3 separate regions of the Sus scrofa genome follow, and all the other regions are linked to region 1. A link is a contact called in public Hi-C and HiChIP or PLAC-seq data. All regions are on one chromosome and are shown on one strand. The core of a region is the stretch at or near the end of the contact, and the rest is flanking DNA. Distances in the headings are between cores, read along the strand shown.

Region 1 (3,468 bases), core at 638-3,137:
GATCTGTGACCAGTGTGCTGCATCGGGAAGTCCCTTGTCCTTGTCAAATAAATATTTAAGAAACAAACCAGGCAATGAAATACTTTTTACTTTTAAAATTCTAGCAATATCTTTAGTCCAAATTTGGCATAACTTAAAAGAAACTTCTAACAAAACACTAAGGCAAGCAATCATATAAAAAGAGGATACCTGATGCTCAGTGTTACTCTGGGTTAAGTTTAAAATAGATACTTAATCATTAAACCTAATACAAAAAGTACACCTGGGAGTCCTCTTATGGCACTGTCTGGCAATGTCACTGCAGCTGCTCTGCTTACTGCTGTGGCTCTGGTTCAATCCCTGGCCCAGGTAACTTACATACGCCACAGAAGAGGCAAAAAAAAAAAAAAAAAAAAAAAAAAAGTACAACTGAAATTCAACTAGGAGATAATTACGGTGAGTGTCATTCAAAAATTTCCCTTAGTAATATTTTAGCCTTATTCCTCCTTGGAGATTTAACCAAATGTATTTCTAGTTTATTAATGGTCCAACTTGGGGAAAAGCTGTTAATTAAAAAAAAAAAAGTCCTCGTTGAAGCCAATGCACCCTCTTTCAAAATCTTTGTTAACTAACGTATTATAAAATAGGTGCCAGGCTTATTTCAAATTAACACCAGGATACAGTTCTGATATTTCAGTTAATATTTCAGTTAAAGATACTGTTTCTAAATGGTAAATCATTTTCATCTGTCGTGTGGTGTTCCAAAGGCTGCAGTCCAGGAGTTCCTCACCTGGAGTTCAGAGACAAGACCTTGAAAGGTGTGCAACTTGTGGGTGTGTGTGCGCGCGCGGGCGCGCGCTTGTGGGGGGGCCGGGTGGCGCCAAGCCTATCTTCAGTCTGTGTCCCAAAAAATGTTTCAGAAACAACAAAATCCTGCTTTACCATGAAACTTAGACGACGCAAAAAGCGCCCATTTTTAACGATGCACCCACAGTTCAATACATTTCAAATGCACCCCCTTATCCGCAGCGACCCAGACGCTGACACTACCTTCCGCTCGGAATGCCTTATGGAGAACAACGCGGTTCAGAAGGCGGGGATCTGGGCCCACCCACACCACGCCCCGCCCGCGTACCTGGGCGCTGGCTCGATGAGGGTGGTGGTGTCCAGGTAGTGGATCTTGTAGAACTCCAGCAGGGCCGGCAGGTGGTCGAACTCCTGGTCCCCGATCTTGAAGCGGCGGTTGGGCAGCGAGTTGATGATGTAGTGGGACACCCGCGAGTTCTCGGATACCGACAGCACGTAGTCGCCGGGGCAGGTGGACGAATCGCGGACCAGAAACATTCCGTGGCGCTGGCCCTGGAGCCGGGTCTGCGCCTCCTGGCGAGACACGGGCCCCATATACCAGGCCGAGCGGTCTGAGGAGTCGAACCTGGCGGAGGACATGGTGCGGCGGACGGGCGGCTGTTCTGCCTGCGCTGGACGTTCCGCCCGAGTCGGCGGCGGCCGGGCCTCTGGCTCCCCGCTCCTACGGGGCCGAGCGCGGGCCTTCCTCCCGGCCGCGGGCCCGCAGCATCCTCCGCGCCGCCCGCCTGCCCCGCGGCCGCCTCACCAACGGAGCGGCTTGGAGGCGCGGGCCCAGCCCGGGTCGCGGCGGCGAAGCCGAAGGCAGAGGAGGCCTCCTGGGGAGCCTCCGGTCACTCCTGACCCGGCGCGCACCGGCCTCCGCCCCCGAAGCTCCGCACCTAACCCGCGGCTACGCCAAGTACAGGACCCTCAGGAGCGCAGCGCCGCGCCGCCAGGGCCACTTCACCCAGCCCGCTCCCAAGAGCCACAGCAACAAAATGGCGGACGCGGGAGAAGCGGCCGGCCACCTCCCCCTCCGATCTGCGCTCCCGGTCTGCGCACGCGCAGGGCCAACCCCCGGCGGTCGCCGGGGCCCTCCCCGTGACGTCAGGCGGAGCGGCCAATCGGGAGCGCAGGCATACGGGCGGGGCGCGCGGCGCCCGTGCGCGTTCCCGCGCGCCGGGCACTCTTCTTGGACAGCCTGGGGAGCTGCCGGGAAGCGGCTGGGGCGGCGCACGAGCGGCGTCTCTGAGACCCGCTCTGGGAACAAAGCGAAGCGGGCGGGCTTCTGCTGAGTGGAGGGGTCGCGGAGCCGCCGCCCCTCGGGCTGCTGCCACATGCCCTGGATGGGGTTCGGTCCACCGCCTTCCCCGCGGGGCTAGCGCAGCGCCGACCTCGCGGGTGGAATGAATGGCTGCGGGGAGCATTCCCCGGGCTGGAAGGAGGGGAAGGCGTGTCCGAACCTGTACCTAGAGCCCTGTGCTCCGGCCCACGGGGCCGTTCGCGCCGGGGTGAACCCATCCCACGCCGTAGGGGCTGGGTGGTGTCCGCTCCCGGGTGAACTCGGGCAGCGCCTTGGTCCGCTGCCTTCGTGACTCAGCAGGTTTTCAGGTCCCGGTGCTCTCCTGTGTGCTCGGCTTGGACTGAATCGCTCCATGTCAAACATTTATAAATATATATGGAAATATATATATTTCCATTTCTAGTATATTTATTTTCTTCCAGTTTTATTGAGCTATAATCGGCACACAGCACGTACAAGTTTAAGATGCAAAGAATAATGTTTTGATTTACATACTGAAATGATTGTCACAGTAAGTTTATTGAACGTACATATAGGTGCAGAATTAAAGAAATAGAAAAAAAATTAATGGAGTTCCTGCAGTTGCGCAGTGGGTTAAAGAATCCTACTGCAGCGGCTTGGATCTCTGCAGTGGTGCGGGTTCCAGCCCCAGCTGGGGCAATGAGTTAAAGGATCCAGCCACAACTGTGGCTGGGATTCAATCCCTTGCCTGGAAATTTACATACAACACTGTATTAGTTCCTGGTACACAACATAGTTATTTATCGTTTCTCTGATTTCAGAATGATCACTGTCGGTACCATCATGCCATATTTATTATTATTATTATTGTTATTGCTTTTTAGGGCTGCATATGGAGGTTCCCAGGCTAGGAGTTGAATAGGAGCTACAGTTGCCAGCCTATGCTACAGCCATAGCAATGCAGGATTCGAGCCATGTCTGCTACCTACACCACAGCTCTCTGCAATGCCAGAGACCAGGGATCAAACCCACAACCTCACTGGTTACTAGTTGGATTCGTTTCCACTGTGCCACAACAAGAACTCCAAGCCTCATATATTGTTAAACGAGCTAATAACACATTAAAGTGCTTGGAGTAGTCCCCTGCACATATTAAGCAGAAAGCAGAATAACATGTTTTCTTATTCTTTTTTTTTTTTTTTTTTTTTTTTTTTTTTTTTTGCTGCACCTGCTATATGCAGAAGTTCCTGGGTAGGAGATTGAACCTCCACCACAATGCCAGATCCTTAACCCACTAGGCCACCAGGGAGCCTATGCAAGTTTTTGGTTTTATTACTTAGCCTCTCCCTAGGCTTCCTCCATAAACCTAAAGGTGTGTG
Region 2 (3,468 bases), core at 591-3,090, 230 kb before region 1:
ATAGGATGATGAAACATTCTGGTCAGCCTGGGAGTTGCCAAAATGTGGACTTTTGTAGCTAAAACTGAGAGATTCCTGGGCAAACCTGATCACCGAGGTATAGAAGTCTTAAAAGTTATTTTCAAGGCATTTCCATGGTGGCTGGGCAGGTTAAGGACCCAGTGTAGTCTCCATGAGGATTCGGGTTTGATCCCTGGCCTCTCTCTCAATGGGTTAAGGTTTCTGCGTTGCCACAAGCTACATTATAAGTTGCAGAGGTGGCTTGAATCTTGAGTTGCTTTGTCTGTGGCGTAGGCTGGCAGCTGCAGCTCTGATTTGATCCCTGGCCTAGGAACTTCCATATGTCGCAAGTTTGGCCATTAAAAAAAAACAAAATGGAATTCCTGTTATGTCTCAGCAGTAACGAACCCGACTAGGAATCATAAGGATGCGGGTGCAATTCCTGGCCTTGCTCAGTGGGTTAAAGATCCAGCATTGCCATGAGCTGTGATGTAGGTCACAGACACAGCTCAGATCTTTTGTTGCTGTGGCTCTGGTGTAGGCTGGCAGCTACAGCTCCGATTCGACCCCTAGCCTGGGAACCTCCATATGCCACAGGAGCAGCCCAAGAAATGGCAAAAAGACAAAAAAAAAAAAAAAAAGTTTGCAGATATGAACAGCTCTCCTATCAAGGCAAGACCTGAAAACTGAGGGTAACTGTGGAAACTGTTCACACCTTTCTTTTCCAATCTTCCCTACTCCACACCCCCCAACTCCTGCCTGGTGCCCAGGGACACTGGGTGGATACAGCCCCTCCTGGACCTGGCACTTATTAGGCCTTGGTAGGTGCCGGTTCTGTGAGGCCCACCTTGGTGACTGTCTATTTAGCACTTGTGGACCATTTGGGCCCAGGATTATTGTCATCTGCTTTCTTTCCCCAGGGGCACAGACAAGGCTCCATAGGTTCAATCTGGCAGAATTTTTTTTTTTTTTTTTTTTTGGTCTTTTGTGGCAGAATTTTTATCTGCAGGCTCTACCCCTCTCCTCCCTTCCAGCTGACCTCTATCTCCCTTGCCTCCTTCACCCAGCAAGTTTGTGAGCCATCCTCAAGCACTTGGCTGTGTTCTCCATGGACATAGCTGTTGCAACAAAGAGGAAAGCATGTCTAAAAATTAACAATGTGATTTGGGTTCCTCACAACCCCAAACCCTGTATAATATAGTCATTGGTTGGGACATGTGATTCCAAAAGTCTAACAGAGGAGTTCCAGTCATGGCACAGCAGAAATGAATCCGACTAGGAACCATGAGGCTATGGGTTTGATCCCTGGCCTCCCTCAGTAGGTTAAGGATCTGGCATTACTGTGGCTGTGGTGTAGGCTGGCAGCTGTAGCTCCGATTAGACCCCAAGCCTGGGAACCTCCATATAACGCGGGTTCGGCCCTCAAAGACAAAAGACACAAGACACACACCCAAAAAACAAAAAGTCTTAACAGAGAGACCCAGTGGTGGGAGGAGCTCTCGTCGCTCTTGGGATGCGGTGCTGGAAGGCAACCTCCAAGGAGGCAGGGCCCAGGCGGCGAGGGCATCGCAGGGCACATAGTTGGTGCAGATAAATCTCTAATAAAGTCTCCCCACGGTGTTCTCTTGAATAGCTGGCGGCTGCGCCAGGCTTCCGCAAGGGGTGTGGATCCCCCTGACTTGCATGGCCAGCACACAGTAGGGCCACGGGTGATGCTGGTGGTCAGGTGCAGCTCCCATCAGCCTGGGGCCTCCAGGTGAGCGGCGGGGTAGGGCTCCCTGAGGCCTGCGCACTCCATTTCCCACAGGCCCGCGCGCGACTTCATTTCCCACAATTCCCGCTCCGCTTCCGGCGCGGCCGGGACGCCACCGAGGGCTTCCGGGTTTGGACCTGGCGCTGCGGTTGAGGCGGCGGCTGCCGAACCGGGAGCGGGCTGTGGGAAAGTGGTATCGGCATGGACGTTTCGGGGCAGGAGGCCGACTGGCGGAGCGCCGCCTTCCGGCAGAAGCTGGTCAGCCAGATGTAAGTACGGGCCGAGTGGCGGCCTGACCCCCGGGCCTTCCCCTCAGCCCTCCTCACGGCGGGAGCGGGGGTGCGGCCGGACCCTAGGGGTCCCGGGCGCCGGACCGCGGGGGACGCAGGCGCGGCCCTCCCTGTGCCCGCGCCGCTCTCGGCCGCCATGGCCGCCAGTTAGCGTTCCTGCGCCGAACTCTGCCAGTCGCCTAGCCCCAGCTTGTGAGTCATCGCCCTGCGCTTTCTCACTCGTCGTTTGTGTGCTTGGGACTCAGCCTTCCCCCTGCGCCGCGTACGCTGCGGACAGCAGAGGCCGGGGCCGCGGTGGCGTCTTCTGCAGGCCTGGGCGCTTTGCTATTCCCTCTCCAGAGACGCCTTCAGGCGAGGAGGAGGTGGATGAAAGGGGTGGTGGGGACAAGAATCTACGGGTGACACCCCCGCCCCGGGATGGACTTCGCGGGAGGGTGGCAGGAAGAGGCTGTCAGGAAGCGACCTTCGCTCGGAAGGGGGAGTGGAGAGCTGGGACTAGTGCTCCTCCCTGGTCTCCGCTGGTTGCAGGGGCTGCCGTGCGCCCTAGGCTGCACGCGGGTTTCCAGTTCCTCCACACCGGCTGGGCTCGCCTGACTGTTGTGCTCTGTTGCCGGGGATCAGCTTGAGACAACCCCCTGCCCTCGGGGGACGCGCCGTGAAGGCGCAGTTATGGTGCAGTCTTTTTCCTACCGGATGAACAGTTTGCCAGGAGCCGCCTTGGGGAGTAGGCGACAAATAAACTGAGTCCCGGAAAGACAAGTAGGAGTATGAAAGGCCATCGTTGCAAGCTGAGGAGTGGGGAGGGGAGTGTGAGCGCTCACTGCGTGGAGGACGTCGTGCTAGGCTGAGAGTTCTGGGGTTTGAGGAGAGACGATCGTGGAATGAGGGCGGGCAGGTGCTGGCTCGTTAGTGGTAGAGTGTTGTGCTGGGGAGGTGAGCCTGTATTTGGCTTGGGGCCTGCTTGGAGATACTGACCTGCCAGAGTTGGGAAGATCCGCCGAGTCCCTGGAGGTGGATCTAGAACAGAGGAGAGAGTACCAGTTAGGACTTTATGAGAGCTTTGAGCTCTTGGGGTCTGGGGCCCTGTCGTTTCTGACACATCGCTCTATAACATGGTTTGTGGAATGACCTAGTGAGGCAAGAGATTATAAAGGCCTGCATTAGACAGCGGTGGAAACTGAAAAGAGGAAGATGATTTCAGAGAAAGGGGAGAGGGAGCTGAGACAGCCCTGATGACTAACTGAATGGAGAGGGTGGGGTACAGCAGTGTGGAAGGAAGGAAGTATGCCGGGAAGCCCATTGTACAATGCAGGAGTGGGCATTGGAGAGCTAGGCTCCCGGCAGTGCCATGGAATAGTCTGAGATCAATTCTACGGATATTGCGGAATCAGTGAATATTGATTTTTTTGATGCACTGGCATTATC
Region 3 (3,468 bases), core at 557-3,056, 140 kb before region 1:
ATCAGAAGAGAGGTCATGAGAAGTCAGCCAGTCTCAGTCAGTATGCTTGCAATGGAAAATTAGCAGAGCCTAACCACCTCCTGCATCGATAATTCATTGATATGTTTCTCTCCTTTTTTTTCTTCTCTTTTTAAGGCCAGGCTAGGGGCTGAATTGGAGCTGCGGCCGTTGGCCTATACCACACCCACAGCAACAGGGTACCTGAGTTGAACTTGCAACCTACACCGCACCCTGAAGCAATGCTGGATCCTTAACCCACTGAGTGAGGCCGGGAATCAAATTTGCATCGTCACTGACACTACGTTGGGTTCTTAACCCACTAAGCCACAACAGGAACTCCTTTTTTCCTCTTAACAACTGTCAAGAAGCTTTTTTTTTTTTTTTTTTTTTTTTTTTTTGTCTTTTTGCTATTTCTTTGGGCCGCTCCCGTGGCATATGGAGGTTCCCAGGCTAGGGGTCGAATCGGAGCCACAGCCACTGGCCTACGCCAGAGCCACAGCAACGCGGGATCCGAGCCGCGTCTGCAACCTACACCACAGCTCACGGCAACGCCAGATCATTAACCCACTGAGCAAGGGCAGGGACCGAACCTGCAACCTCATGGTTCCTAGTCGGATTCGTTAACCCCTGCGCCACGACGGAACTCCCCCTGTCAAGAATCTTAAAGAATTGGTCCTGGGACACCAGCTGGTCTTCTCCCCGGGTGCCAGCCTTCCTTTCTACCAACACTTTTGGCTTTCCAGCAGTGTGAGCAGCCCAACCTGAGTTCGGTAACACCGAGTCTGTTCAACTCTTAATTAAACTAGCTATCAGTTTCCGTTTCAAGGAAGACAAAATGCTTAAGCCCTGAACCAAGTGGTCAAGAGAACATTGTGCACTATTCCAAAATGACCAAAGCAGAATAAAACCCTGAACTGTTTGCAAAGGGCAGAGGTTTGGAGATGATAAGGTGAAATTAGCTCCTTGCTCACAGTCTGCAGAGGCAGCGGCTGAAGGAATGAGTCCTAGGCGCCCAATCAGGGTGTTTCGGGGAGAGAGGAGCGTCTCTCCGCCCCGGTTCTCGCTGCTGCGTCCCTCTGCGCCGTGCACCAAGCCTGAACTTCGCCCCCGCCACCTCCGCCCTCGCTGCCTTCAAGAGAGGATCCCGACCTGGTTTCAGGGTTCCTCCTGGGACCCGCAGCGCCAGTAGCGCCAGTCTTGCCAGGGCCTCCCTCTGCCCGCGCGCTGGAAGAAAGGCGTGCTCCCATCTGCTGCTCATGACAAGGGAGCATCTGGGCCCTCATGTCACAGACAAGGAACCCAAGTCTCCGCAAAGCCAGTCCACACGGGGAGGAAAGATAGAGCCGGGATCCACCCCTGCTCTCTCCACACCGCTCGCTGAGCCGCAGGCTCTCCCCGCTCCACTTCGTTCAGCGAACGTTAACCGAGCGCCCACAAGGTCGGGGCGCGCGGGAAGGCGCAGCTGGGCCCCGGCTCCCGGCCGGCCCAGCCCGAGGCCCGGGGCTCGCGTAGGAACGGAGACGGCTCGGGCAGAGGGTCTAGGTGGCCGCCAGGTAATTGGGATAGACCACGCGCGACTCCCGCCACTCACCTGAGAGACCCACAGGGTCGCTCGCTTTAGGGATGGAGGCCGCCATTCGGCGAACCGGCGCCGAAATGTCGTCATCAAGCTGCGCGTGGCGTCACCTCCCCTTTACAAACGGGAAAAGCGCCGCTTTCTCTTTGGGCTGCTTCTTTAAAAGGCGCGTGCGCAAAGTGTAGTCCCGTGGGTTTATGGGACCGCAAGGGGGCGCCCACCTAGGAAAAGAGCGCGCGTGCACGTAAGGCCTGTGCGTTACTGCCTAGAGGCGCGCCTCCTACCGGACCCGGCGCGAAACAGTACACTCTGGGTCCAACGGGCATTTATTGATCGCCCACGGTATGCCAGCGTGAGATACTCTGGATGCCGTCACCGCCGTGAGAGCGTAGAGAAGACCAGTCGCCGAAGAGCGGGTCTCCTTCCAACGCCCGGCGCCGCCCGGGCCCGGATCTGAGCGCCGGATGGCAGGGGAGCTGCTGGGAGAGGAGGGCGCGGCGGGCCGGTAGGGGGCGCGGCGGGGCTGTACCGGGTGGGGGACCCAGCCGCAAGCAGATGGCGGCGCCAGGCGCGGGGCCCGGGCCGGGGGCGCCACCAGGGCTGGAAGCGGCCCTACAGAAGCTGGCGCTGCGGCGGAAGAAGGTGCTGAGCGCCGAGGAGACGGAGCTGTTCGAGCTGGCTCAGGCTGCGGGCGGCGCCATGGACCCCGAAGTGTTCAAGTGAGCGCGCGGCGGAGTCGGGTTTCGGGGTTCCGGGGGACTGACGGCCCGGGCGAGGAAGGCTCACCGCGCGCCGGGTCTGTTCTCTCTAGGATCCTGGTGGACCTGCTAAAGCTGAACGTGGCGCCCCTCGCCGTATTCCAGATGCTGAAGTCCATGTGCGCTGGGCAGCGGCTGGCGAGCGAGCCCCAAGACCCCGTGGCCGTGCCCCTGCCCACGACCAGCGTGCCTGAGACCCGAGGTCAGAGCTGGGCCTGGGCGGCGGGTGTAGGGCGGGAGCGGGAGGTGGGCAGTGCCTGGCACATCGGGGCTTGCTTAGCCCTGAGTAGCCAGGCTTTTCTGTTGCTTTTGTCCCGGGACTGCTCCAAGGGCTGGCCCTTTGGGCTCCTGTCCCCAGCTTCAACTTTGCTACCACCTTCGAGGATGCACATCCAGATCAGGTAGATGCAGGATGGGTGGCCAAAGCAGACCAGGCCTCCTCTGGGACTTGTGTACACTGGCGTCTTGCCACCTCTGCATTCCTGTCTTCATCCCATGAACATGGAAACAAAGTGGCTTTGGTTCCTGTTCTCGTGGCACTTGTCGCCTCAACTGAAGAGACCTTCCTGCGCCCCCTTGTCTGCACCCTACCCGGCCCAAGTCCTGCCCAGGAGTCCCAACAGCTAAGCTTCCATCCTTGGGGCTGCAGATGGACCTCAGTCTGGACCGTCATGGCTGAGAAATGAGCAAGTGCTGGTGACCAGGGTGACGTGGTGGAGCTCTTACTCTCCTTGCTTGTCACTTCTGCTCCCAATTTTTAGAAACCCTCTGAAAGGCAGCAGAACCTTGGCCAGAAACACCCTGAGAAGGGGCTGATATTGGGTGGAGGGGCAGTCAGGCCCTGTGGGTGGGAGCGCCAGGGCCCCAGGCACTGTGCCCCCATTCTGAGAGGCCTTGAGTGCTGGAGTGCAGGCCTCCTCACTGATGTACACTGTCTGCTCTCTTTGTGTCTCTCTCCGACCTCCAGAGGCCTCCTTTCTCTCTGCCAAGAACTGTACCCCCCCTGCAAGGCCCTCCTTTTCCTCGGCCCGGCAGACTGCGGCCTCTCCGATTCTGCTCCACGGCCCAGCTGCCTCGCACTCGCCTCTCTCTCCAGGGCCCCCCGGTTCCCTCCGGTTCTCTTGCTGCCTGTTC

The links. Hi-C and Micro-C count contacts between places; a contact is called where the count stands out from the background. HiChIP or PLAC-seq counts read pairs in DNA pulled down with a chosen protein or histone mark.
Region 2: an H3K27ac HiChIP or PLAC-seq map of alveolar macrophages shows a contact between it and region 1. The contact joins the promoter of MED15 here to the promoter of CRKL in region 1. A contact is called at or near these places in 1 of 47 Hi-C or Micro-C datasets (liver) and 1 of 2 datasets of contacts at active chromatin or transcription factors (alveolar macrophages).
Region 3: a contact with region 1 is called in a Hi-C map of liver, with 3 times the contacts expected there. The contact joins the promoter of LOC100153925 here to the promoter of CRKL in region 1. A contact is called at or near these places in 1 of 5 promoter capture datasets (fetal skeletal muscle), 4 of 47 Hi-C or Micro-C datasets (blood, heart right ventricle, liver and 1 more) and 2 of 2 datasets of contacts at active chromatin or transcription factors (alveolar macrophages and skeletal muscle).

Annotation. Positions count from the first base shown.
Region 1 is chr14:50,527,369-50,530,836 of Sscrofa11.1, reverse strand. It overlaps CRKL (crk-like protein), which reads right to left and starts at 1,887. Exons shown (of 3, transcript XM_003132994.4): 1 at 1,115-1,887. The coding sequence starts at 1,425.
Region 2 is chr14:50,757,682-50,761,149 of Sscrofa11.1, reverse strand. It overlaps MED15 (mediator of RNA polymerase II transcription subunit 15), which reads left to right and starts at 1,840. Exons shown (of 17, transcript XM_021073412.1): 1 at 1,840-2,022. The coding sequence starts at 1,955.
Region 3 is chr14:50,662,887-50,666,354 of Sscrofa11.1, reverse strand. LOC100153925 (mitotic-spindle organizing protein 2B) reads left to right here and starts at 1,806. Exons shown (of 3, transcript XM_001929600.2): 1 at 1,806-2,295; 2 at 2,388-2,536. The coding sequence starts at 2,132. SMPD4 (sphingomyelin phosphodiesterase 4) reads right to left here and starts at 2,867. Exons shown (of 19, transcript XM_001929589.6): 1 at 1,592-2,867. The coding sequence starts at 1,666.